Regions from separate parts of the Capra hircus genome. Here region 1 is linked to region 2. A link is a contact called in public Hi-C data. All regions are on one chromosome and are shown on one strand. The core of a region is the stretch at or near the end of the contact, and the rest is flanking DNA. Distances in the headings are between cores, read along the strand shown. Region 1 has its middle 32 kb from the start of SEMA4F. Region 2 overlaps HK2 (hexokinase-2).

Region 1 (5,258 bases), core at 1,258-3,757, 200 kb before region 2:
GAACCCTCTTACACCGTCGGTAGAGTGTAAATTGGTACAGCCACTATGGAGAACAGTCTGAAGATTCCTTAAAGTCCTGGGGATAGGACTGCCATATGACCCAGCAATTCCACTGCTGGGCATATACCTTGAGGAAACCAGAAATGAAAGAGACACATGTACCCAGTGTTCATTTGTAGCACTGTTTACAATAGTTAGGACATGGAAGCAACCTAGATGTCCATTGGCAGATGAATGGATAATGAAGTTATGGATGCAATGAAATATTACTCAGCTATAAAAAGGAACATGTTTGAGTCAGTTCTAACGAGGTGGATGAATCTAGAGCTTATACAGAGTGAAGTGAGTCAGAAAGAGAAAGACAAATTCTGTATATTAATGCATATATATGGAATTTAGAAAGATGATATTGATCCTACTTGCAGAGCAGCAAAGTAGACACAGACATAAAGAAGACATAAAGACATAATGTGGACACAGACATAAAAGCAGAGATGTTACTTTGCCGACAAAGTTCCGTCTAGTCAAGGCTATGGTTTTTCCAGTGGTCATGTATGGATGTGAGAGTTGGACTATGAAGAAAGCTGAGTGCCAAAGAATTGATGCTTTTAAACTGTGGTGTTGGAGAAGACTCTTGAGAGTCTCTTGGACTGAAAGGAGATCAAACCAGATAATCCTAAAGGAAATCAATCCTGAATATTCATTGGAAGGACTGATGCTGAAGCTGAAGCTCCAATACTTTGGCCACCTGATGCCAAGAGCCGACTCATTAGAAAAGACTGTGATTCTGGGAAAGATTGAAGGCAGGAGGAGAAGGGGACAACAGAGGGTGAGATGGTTGGATGGTATCACCGACTCAAGGGACATGAGTTAGAGTAAACTCTGGGAGATGGTGAAGGACAGGGAAGCCTGCGGGAAGTGCTGCAGTCCATGGGGTCGCAAAGAGTCGGACACAACTGAGCAACTGAACAACTGAACAACAGTAACAGCAGAGAATTATGTTGCTTCTGGCAACACCCAATCTAGAGCAAAGCCCTGTGTCCTTAAACCCTCCTGCAAGCCCCCAACACAAGTGTGAGTAAGTTCCTCCTGACAGCCTGTTACTGAGACGCCCCATAGTTGCCCATGCCGTGTATTCTCTCCCTCTCTAGAGTGATAAACCCAACTACCACCGTGTTCCTGGTAATCTCTGGCTGGAGGTCAAGGGCAAACGGTCCAGTCCATTATTGTTTGTAATAGATATATACTGCCATTGTTACAGAAATATGTAGAATAATACATACCAAGCTGTTGTTAATGGTGAGAGATTTTACAAAACCTGGTGAGGGATTTTACTTTACTTTTTTTTTTTTTTTTTTTTTTTGAGAGGAGAGGAGAAGAAAAGAGAAGAAAGGAAAGAAGAAAGAGAAGAATGAGGAGAGAATGATGGTGGTCGTGGCAGTGGCTCTAAATGAAGTATTAAGTGTTGATGATGTTATTGGACTATATTTTCTTTTTAAAATTTTCTACAATTAATATACATTACATTCGAGTGAAAAACAATAGAAGTTACTTTTAAATGGAAGAAAATTGTGATTTTCTTCTAAGGAAAATACTATGTGGCTCTTTAAAATTGTTCAAATAATTAAAAATTTAATAATAGCTAATTGATTTGCAATGTTGTGTTAGTTTTAAGTACAAAAAAGTGATTCAATTATGCATATACATGTATGTATATATATTTTTCAGACTTCCCTGGTGGCGCAGATGGTAAAAGCGTCTGTCTACCATGCGGGAGACCCGGGTTCCATCCCTGGGTTGGGAAGATCCCCTGGAGAAGGAAATGGCAATCCACTCCAGGACTATTGCCTGGAAAATCTCATGGACAGAGGAGCCTGGTAAGCTACAGTCCATGGGGTCACAAAGAGTCGAACACGACTGAGCGACTTCGCTATATATATTTCAATTCTTTTCCATTATAGTTTATTACAAGATATAGAATATGGTTTCCTGTGCTATACAGTAAATCCTTGTTATTTATCTGTTTTATATATAGTAGTGTGTATAGGTTAATCCCAAATTCCTAATCTACCACTCCCTACCCACTATCCCCTTTGGTAACAAAAATTTGTTTTCTATGTCTGTGAGTCTATTTCTGTTTTGCAAATAAGTTTATTTATATATATTTTTTAGTTTCCACATATAAGTGATATCATATGATATTTGTCTTTATCTGTATGACTGACTTCACTTAAAACAGTAATTTCTGGGTCCATCCATGTTGCTGCAAATGGCGTTATTTTGTTCTTTTTTATGGCTGAATAGTATTATAAATGCCACATCTTCTTTATCCATTCATATATCGATGGACACTTGGGTTACTTCCATGTCTTGGTTATTATAAATAGTGTTGCTATGAAAAAAATTAATTTGTGCAATGGTATTTTGCGCCTGTTTGAAGGCTTTCCGTATTCCAAATCAGTTGCAGTACCAGACAAAGTACAGTAGGTGCCGCTATTTCCCAGAGAGCTGCATATTGTTAACGAAGTCCTCTTTGAGCAGTGCTCATTGTAAACCAATTATCTATCTGCCAGATATAGCTAATCTCTAACTCTGAGTACTATGTACTTGTAATTTTCCTTCCTCTCCTCATTTTATTCCATGACTCAGTCTCGGTAAGAGAAATTACTGTAGTAAAACATACTCTTTATTGCTTTTCACATATACATCCTATCTTTACAGGAATCATTTGAAGTACTGCAGGCAGGTAGTATATACTCCAGTGTACAGAGGAGGAAACTGAAGTTAACCAGGAAACTTAAGTCATCAACAGTTCATTGGTTCAGGTTTCTTTCCCCTCCATTGGCTAGTTCTAGAAACTTGCACATGTATAGCAAAACAGCACTATTTGTGCTTTAAATATATCAGTATATTGAAGTATCAATAGTAAAAGTACATTCAAATCAGTTTCCAAGAACTGACATCCGGATGATGAGAACTGACCCATGTTGCTTGTGCAGTGTGGTTGTGTAAAAGCTCCTGATGGATTTACTGCAAAGCGGAGCCCTGAAATTTGGGCAAGTAGGCAGCCTTTAGTAGTCTGCGACTTCTTTGTAAGCACCTGGTAGGCTATGGGGTCACAAAGAGTCGGACACTACTGAAACGACTTAGCAGCAGCAGGAGCAGCAGCAGCAGGCATCCTTGGGGAGCATGCTGAATGTAACTCATGTTTGTGTGGGCTACGAGTTACACTGTAAACATCCATTATTGTGCTTTGTGGTAATATCTGATACATAGAGTTCTTGCTTTTTCCTTCTGAGGGTCTACATTTTCCCAAACCTCACATGCAGTTCTTCTTGGGTTATCACTTCCTGATGCCTGCCTTGTAGTTGCTATTTTCCCCTTTTCTAGTTTGCTTTACCTCAAGTGTTATGGAATTATAAATCAAATACCCAGGTTAGGTAGAAATGACTATGAAGTTAGCAAGTTCAAAGCGAATCTATTTGAAGGCATTTGAATTTGTGTGTTACTTACTGGGTCAAACTGATAGGGACTTGGTTCTGGAGAGATGCGGGTTGACTATGCCAAGTTTTTCAAAAATCCCAATAATCAACACCAGTCTTGATTTCAGTCTACTGAGTTACCCTAGGACTTGCTCTTTCACTTCAATGCTGTAGCGATTTGAAGGGTGTGCTCCAGTCTGGGGTGAGGATATCTAGCCTTATAGAGCTGGCCTGACAACCTCTGATGGCCTGGTGGGTTCTGGACCAGGAGGAAAGCTGGTGGAGTATGGGGTGAGTAAAAGGTAGAAGAGGCTGAGGGGAGGGGCTGCTAGATTACGACTCAGGTTGAAACAGGGAGTTGCAGATGATCCAGTCCTCTTCCTAGCAAGCACTGAGACCCACTAGGGGCCTTCTTACAACCTCCAGGGTGCAGAATGGAGGACTGGATGAACCACATATGCCAGACAATGTCTATGTACGATGAGGTGGGCAGTGGCAGATGCAGAGTTCAGACACAAAATTGTGGCCACTAGGAATGAGGTAGCAGGAGGGACCCAACCGACTATCTGAGGTACCTGGCTGGGGCACAGGTGGGGAACACTTAAGGTCTCCAAGAAACCTAGGATGAGGTTACTGGACCTGGCATGCTCTGCCCATGACCTTCAGCCCAGAAGTGGGGCAAAGAAGCCCGGTATATGCCACTGCCAGAATGGTTTCCAAATCCACCTACTGATGAGGCAAAGACTTCTGCTGGATGACTGCAAGGAAGAGTCCTCTCAACTTTGGGCAAGGTGGGCAGCCTTAGAGGGTTGGAAATTCTTTGCAAATAGATTAGATGGGGCAGGACTATGGGCAGGTGCTGACACCATGGGCCATAGCCACTTGGGGAATCAGGCCCAGGGCTAGGTCTTTCTGGAACCCATGGATCTGGGCCTCTCCAGGGGGAAGGGACCAGGCAGAACAGACCAATTTTGGTAAGTAGGGAAGTGGCCTTAGGTCACAAACACTAATCACTTTAGGAAAAAAACAGCTCATCCTTTGAAATGAATTTTTCATGCATGCCCAATGTGCATGTGTTTGTGGGTAAATGAGATTCATTGTTTTTTTCCCCATTATACAAATATGCTTATTACAGTATAAAACATTCAGAAAATACAGAAAAGTATAAAAAATAAGTATCACCTGGAATCCCACTGTATCTTGCCAGAAATATTATCTCTAAATATGTTTTGGTAAATTTCCTTTCAGTCTTCTCTCTCTCTTTCTCTCTCTCTCTCTATATATATATATATATTCAATATATATGGGCTTCCCTTGTGGCTCAGCTAGTAAAGAATCCACCTGCACGGTGGGAGACCTGGGTTCGATCCCTGGATTGGGAAGATCCCCTGGATAAGGGACGGGCTACCCACTCCAGTATTCTGGCCTGGAAAATTCCATGGACTGTATAGTCCATGGGGTCGCAAAGAGTCAGACACGACTGAGCAACTTTCACTTCAATATGTATATATATTCAACGTAAGTATATAAATATAGATTTAATGAAATCATATGATAATGCTTTTTGTATCTTGTTTCTTCCACTTGATAGTATATCTTGGACACTTTTCCACAATAACATATGTAGTTCTACACCATTATTTTAATAGCTGCATAAGATTCTTTTGCTTGATATTTCTTTTTTTAATGAGCCCTCTATTGATTAACATCATATCTTCTTAGAATAATGATAAATTTATTATTTCAGCACATTGACTACAACTTCCAAAACAAGCC
Region 2 (5,578 bases), core at 2,832-5,331:
CTCTTAATCTCTATGCCTTTCTGCCTCCCTGCTCATCTTCCTGTGTTGTGTGCCCTCAGCTGTTTGATCACATTGCTGAATGCCTGGCCAACTTCATGGATAAGCTACAAATCAAAGATAAGAAGCTCCCTTTGGGTTTTACCTTCTCCTTCCCCTGCCTCCAAACAAAACTAGACGAGGTAAGATGAATCCTTCAGACATTTTTGTTGCTTTATTCTTTGGACTGGGAGGACTGCAAAGAACTCTGAGCCACTTGCTACTATGGTGATGGAGCTTGCTCTGATGGATTGCATGGACAATGTTTGAGTATTGGGAGATCTGTCCTTCTAGGAGTGTGTAGGTGTATGTGAGAGGGATGGTAAAGAGGTATTGGAGAAGTAGGGAGTCTTAATCCCTGTCCCCTCAGATGACTAAATGCAGGCCGACATACATTGCACATTATTCTTACCCCTCTTAGGGAAACGAGAGTGAGAAATTAGTCAGGGACTCCTTTGTTCTAAAGTGTCATAATAAACATCCTTGAAAGTTTGCAATGTTAGGATACAAGAATCTTATTCTGGCAGTTCTACAGCCTGCTTCTTGGGGATAGTAAATCATGCATTTAACCTCCTTACTTGGTCTCTAACATAGTTTCTCCTTCGTAGGCTAATAGGAAGACCTGTATGAATTCAGTCATGACTTTAGTTTAGCCCCATGGCAGAGGTCTCCTAATGATGAGGAGTACGGACTGAGTTCTGTGGGAAATCAATATTTCTTGGTGCTTTTCCAGAGTTTCCTGGTCTCATGGACCAAGGGGTTCAAGTCCAGTGGTGTGGAAGGGAAAGATGTGGTTACTCTGATCCGGAAGGCCATCCAGAGGAGAGGGGTGAGTAGGGGCAGCAGAGCGAGATCCCGGGGCTTGGGGTCTGGAGGCCCTTTGCATTCTTTTGAGTCCACTCAGAAGTCTTGCCTTGTCTGTCCTCAAACTGGCATGAGCATTTTTTGTGGGTCTTAAGGAGAGGTTTTCTTTTCTTCTCTGTTATGTCACCCCAAAATCTTTGGGTTACTTTTTTTCTCAATTTTATTGAGAGTTAGCTCCCAATAAAGCGTAAGTTTAAGGTATGCTGCACAGTGACACGTCTATATATTGAGTGACAATTAGCACACCAGTGATCTGATATATGATCAGATGCCTTTGGGGTCTTTAGGTTAGCATGATAGGCAACTAATCTTAGCCTTGGTGAAAGCAAACCCTCATTTTCAAATAAGAAGTTTGGGATTTATGTTGGCATCAGGGTGGAATAGGGCAGAGAAAGGACATGATAAAGGTCTAGTCACAGAAGGGCAAGACCTACTGGGAGGGAGGGAGAGATAGAGAAAGGAAAGAAGAAAGAGAATGAGAAGAAGACAATGATAACAAGACAGGCTCTTCTTCGCGTAGTAATGCGAACTAGACTGCAGGCCTGCTGTGAGGGAAGTCCTCTGTGATGAAGACCAGTGGGGTGGGAAGTGAGATGCTGTCGTTAGACTGGATCTGGACCCAACTTCCAGCTCTAGCCCTGCACTTGAGCCGTGTGTCTTATTACTCTTTCTCTTCACATCTGTAGTCTTTCTGTGACAGTGAAAGTTAGAGTCCCCCTTTTATCCCTGCAGGACTTTGATATTGATATTGTGGCTGTAGTGAATGATACCGTTGGGACCATGATGACCTGTGGCTATGATGACCAGAACTGTGAGATTGGTCTCATTGTGGGTACGTGAACACTGCGTGTGAGCATTGTGGGTGTGTGAACACAGTGCTGGCCAATGGATGGCGGGTGTGGGCTGCAAAGAGAGGAGGAGTCCATGGCCTGGATCTTCCTTTGTCCTTCCTGTTAGAAGATAATGGTGTGGTCACTTTTGAGGGCTAAGCCTGGACTTGAGGAGTTGTGGGTGGTAGTGGGTAGTATGTCGAGATGCCCCAGGAGCCTCCAGGGAGGAATCCCATTCACACTGAGCGGTCTGAGGACAGAGTTTTAAGAGGGAGATGGGGGCTGGGGGCTGGGGGAGGACAGTGTGAGCGGGTGCTGAGCATTCTCTTGTTTTGTGCAGGCACGGGCAGCAACGCTTGCTACATGGAAGAGATGCGCCACATTGACACAGTGGAAGGCGATGAGGGCCGGATGTGTATCAATATGGAGTGGGGGGCCTTTGGGGATGACGGCGCGCTTGATGACATCCGTACGGAGTTTGACCAGGAGATCGACATGGGCTCTCTGAACCCCGGGAAGCAACTGTGAGCGGCCCCCTGTGTGCAGTGGGCTCAAGGGTTGGACTCAGGAGCTGAGGTGGCAGCTGGCCAGGGCGAGGGGGTGGTTCTTATTTTTACTTCACATATAGCCACTAAAGTTACCAGGGCACCCACTGCTTATGGAAATGTGCTTATTACATATACTGTGACTGTCAGTTGCTGAGAGCTGTCTGCAAACGATAGAACAAGTGGAAAAACCAGATTATGGCTACTAATTTGACTCTCAAGAGTGGTCATTTTAGAAGATCGTATTCTAAGCATGCTGCCCTGCTCTTTCTCTCTGCCTTCAGTCTGTACGTAGTCCACAGAAACCATTTGTGCACCGCATAAGAAAAGCCATGTTGAGATAGCAAAGATAAGGGCTCTGAAACCTCATTTCATAGCTTCCACCTCTGTCACTGCCCAGGGCATGAGGCTGAGAGTTGGCTCCTAATTGCTGCCTATTATGAGCTAGGCTGAGTTGCAAGAGTCCCAGGGCCTCTTGCTATAGCTGTAGGCAGACTCAGGCCTGTAGAAAAGTTGGTTAAGGAGCCCCTTTGGCTGCCTTCTCTGGACCTGTGGGCCAACCAGGGTCCTTGAGTGGACTGGAGGAGGGGCTCTAACTTTTTTAACAGCCCCTGGATGTTATGTTCTCCAATCTGGTCAGACTTAGATTTTGGTTACTTCTGACTCTTACAAAACATTATTTCAATCTCACAAACATTTGCCTAATGTCCTTATTAAAGATCTTGAAACAGGGATTGCCACAAGCTCTAAAGGCAATTACAAAACATTTTGAGCAATTAAGTCCTCTCTGGCCCTTTTTTTGTGGGATCTTAGTTCCCTGGCCAGGGACTGAACCAGGGCCCTCAGCCCAGAATGCTCGGAGTCCCAACAACTGTACTGCCAGGGAATTCCTAGGCCCTCTATGGTCTTATTGGTGCTGTGACTGATGTAGGAAATCTGGTACTTACCCCTGCTTGGAGAGGAAAATCCAACCTTATAAACCAGCTTTATAGGAGAATCTTTCGTTCTACAGGGAGGTGTCCTTGCTTCCTCAAAGCACAGCTTATTTAAGTCACAAGCTTCTCTCACATGTTGAAAAGTGAGTGAGTCCATTCATAGAGTACTGGCTGTGTCTGCCACGGCTGGTGAGAAATTCATGGACTAAAAAAACTGCTCAACAAACAAACAAACGAAAAAGGCTGGGAGGCCATATTGCCAGTGCATCAGCTGTCCCTGCAGTTATTGCTGGGCTTGAATACCAACTTTTTCCTCACTCGTTATGTTTCTAAATAAACATGTTCCAAACACTGAAACAAAGTGCTTTTAAAACCTGAGATAAAAACCTTTACCACTCACACTTCAGAGCCCCACTGGCCCCCTCCATTATCTCTCACAGAACCAGCTACGTTGGAGAAGGTATAGAAGTAGACACATGAGTTCCTTGCTGCCGAAGCTGGGCTGCCTCTCCGGCAGCGTGCGTGTGCTGGTGCTTAAACATTTCCAACATACCTCCTGCTCAAGCAGCTTTGCCAGCTCTCCACTCAGCTCTAGTTCTGCCATACCTGTTTTTGGGTCTTGGGCAAGTCACTTCCTGAGGGCCCGGCTTCTTCTCTTGTAGTTTGCACCAGGTGACTTCGGAATTTCTTCCACACCCTGCTCTGGGCCTTCTCTGAAGGCCCTGTGTGGGACCTAGATCCTTTCCAAGATACCATGAAAGGACCTTTTTTTTTTTTCATTTTTTTGGCTAGAAAGAATTGCAAGGGCTTGGTTTCGACTGTCATATATCTAAGCCAGAAAGACTGTCTTATAAAGAAAACAGTGTCACCTAGTGTTGAAAAAATAAATTACCCTACTTCCCTCTCCGCTATCTTGTCACCTTCCTGCTCAGAAACTGCCAACATGTCTCACTTCCAGATTCCCCAAACCATGTGACACTTAAGAGCTCCTTCTCATTTGACCCTATTCTTGCCCAATCCCCCTTCCATCCCACGTTGTTCTGTTTTCTCAGGAAGCCACAAATGGCCTGCAAGGGGAAGGAAGTTTGAGGTGATGAGTTGCTAGCCCTGTGCTCCCAAATTTAATTAGAGTGACCTGTGGGTTTTTTTTTTTTTTGCTTGAGATAAATACTGAAGTTTTGCATAAGAATTCATTTTAAAAGAGCATTTCCTTGCCAGAGAAAAAGTTTATTAAATTCAAGCTTTGGTAGAGTGTCCCACACTCCCTGGATGTTTGATTTGGCTGCTAAAGGACCCTCCTTCTCCATAGTTCGAGGCCCACCTGCCTGCAGAGACAGCCTAAGCTCCCAGTGCCTCCAAGCCCATTTGTGCCCAGCTGTCACTTCTCTACACATCTCCCTCCTAGTCAGTGCCACACAAGTTTGCACTTTGTTCTGCATAGGCGCCGTGTGTGCATGCCGCTTCCACAAGGACGTGTCGAATTTACTGGCAGCAGAGACTCATTTTTTTGCTGTATCTCTCTCTGCAGATTTGAGAAGATGATCAGTGGAATGTACATGGGGGAACTGGTGAGGCTTATCCTGGTGAAGATGGCCAAGGAGGAGCTGCTCTTTGGGGGGAAGCTCAGCCCTGAACTTCTTGCCACAGGCCATTTTGAGACCAAAGATGTTTCAGATATTGAAGGGTAAGCTTTGGGTCCTTCTCTGTTTGCTGGGACCTCAGAAGGGTGGACAGATGGCTGGGGAATGAGGAAGAAGCTCAGGCTGTTGACCCTTCAGATGTGGACAGCAGGAGGGTCTCACCCAGCGTGAGGCCTTGGCCTCACATGGCAGGCCTATGGCTTGATGTCACTTGCCAGATATTTTCCCCTTGTGTCTGTTTTGAATGTGCCGACGACCAGAGTGACTCATGGTGCTGGGGAGAGCTGGCCCCCATGCAAGGACTTTCACTTTTGCAGTCGAGTTCCTGCCTGGCACAGGGACCTCAGCTTTATGCTAGAGGCTCCCTGTGGACCCTTCAATGATTCATTTTCATCTACTTCTCTTTTCCTGAAGCCCTGGCATTTCATTCCCTTTTGTTGTTTAGTCGCTAAGTGGTGTCTGACCCTCTGCGACTCCATGGACTACAGCATGCAGACTTCCCCGTCTTTCACTATCTCCTGGAGTTTGCTCAAACTCATGTCCATTGATTCAGTGATGCCATCCAACCTTCTCATCCGCTGATGCCCCCTTCCTCTCCTGCCCTCAGTCTTTCTCAGAATCAGGGGCTTTTCCCATGAATTGACTCTTCACATCAGGTGGCCAAAGTATTGGAGCTTCAGCATCAGTCCTTCCAATGACTATTCAGGACTGATTTCCTTTAGGATCGA

The links. Hi-C and Micro-C count contacts between places; a contact is called where the count stands out from the background.
Region 1: a Hi-C map of liver shows a contact between it and region 2, with 5 times the contacts expected there. The contact joins two enhancer-like sites. A contact is called at or near these places in 3 of 5 Hi-C or Micro-C datasets (blood and liver).

What each region holds. Positions count from the first base shown.
Region 1 is chr11:9,812,925-9,818,182 of ARS1.2, reverse strand. No RefSeq gene overlaps it. Among named protein-coding and RNA genes, the nearest start is that of SEMA4F, 32 kb to the left of the region's middle. Within about 2 kb of position 2,507, at least 1 of the 5 cell types and tissues checked has an H3K27ac peak or open chromatin away from gene starts, as enhancers often do.
Region 2 is chr11:9,617,859-9,623,436 of ARS1.2, reverse strand. It overlaps HK2 (hexokinase-2), which reads left to right. Exons shown (of 18, transcript XM_018054976.1): 4 at 60-179; 5 at 770-865; 6 at 1,633-1,732; 7 at 2,071-2,254; 8 at 4,739-4,894. Among named protein-coding and RNA genes, the nearest start is that of POLE4, 47 kb to the right of the region's middle. Within about 2 kb of position 4,081, at least 2 of the 5 cell types and tissues checked have an H3K27ac peak or open chromatin away from gene starts, as enhancers often do.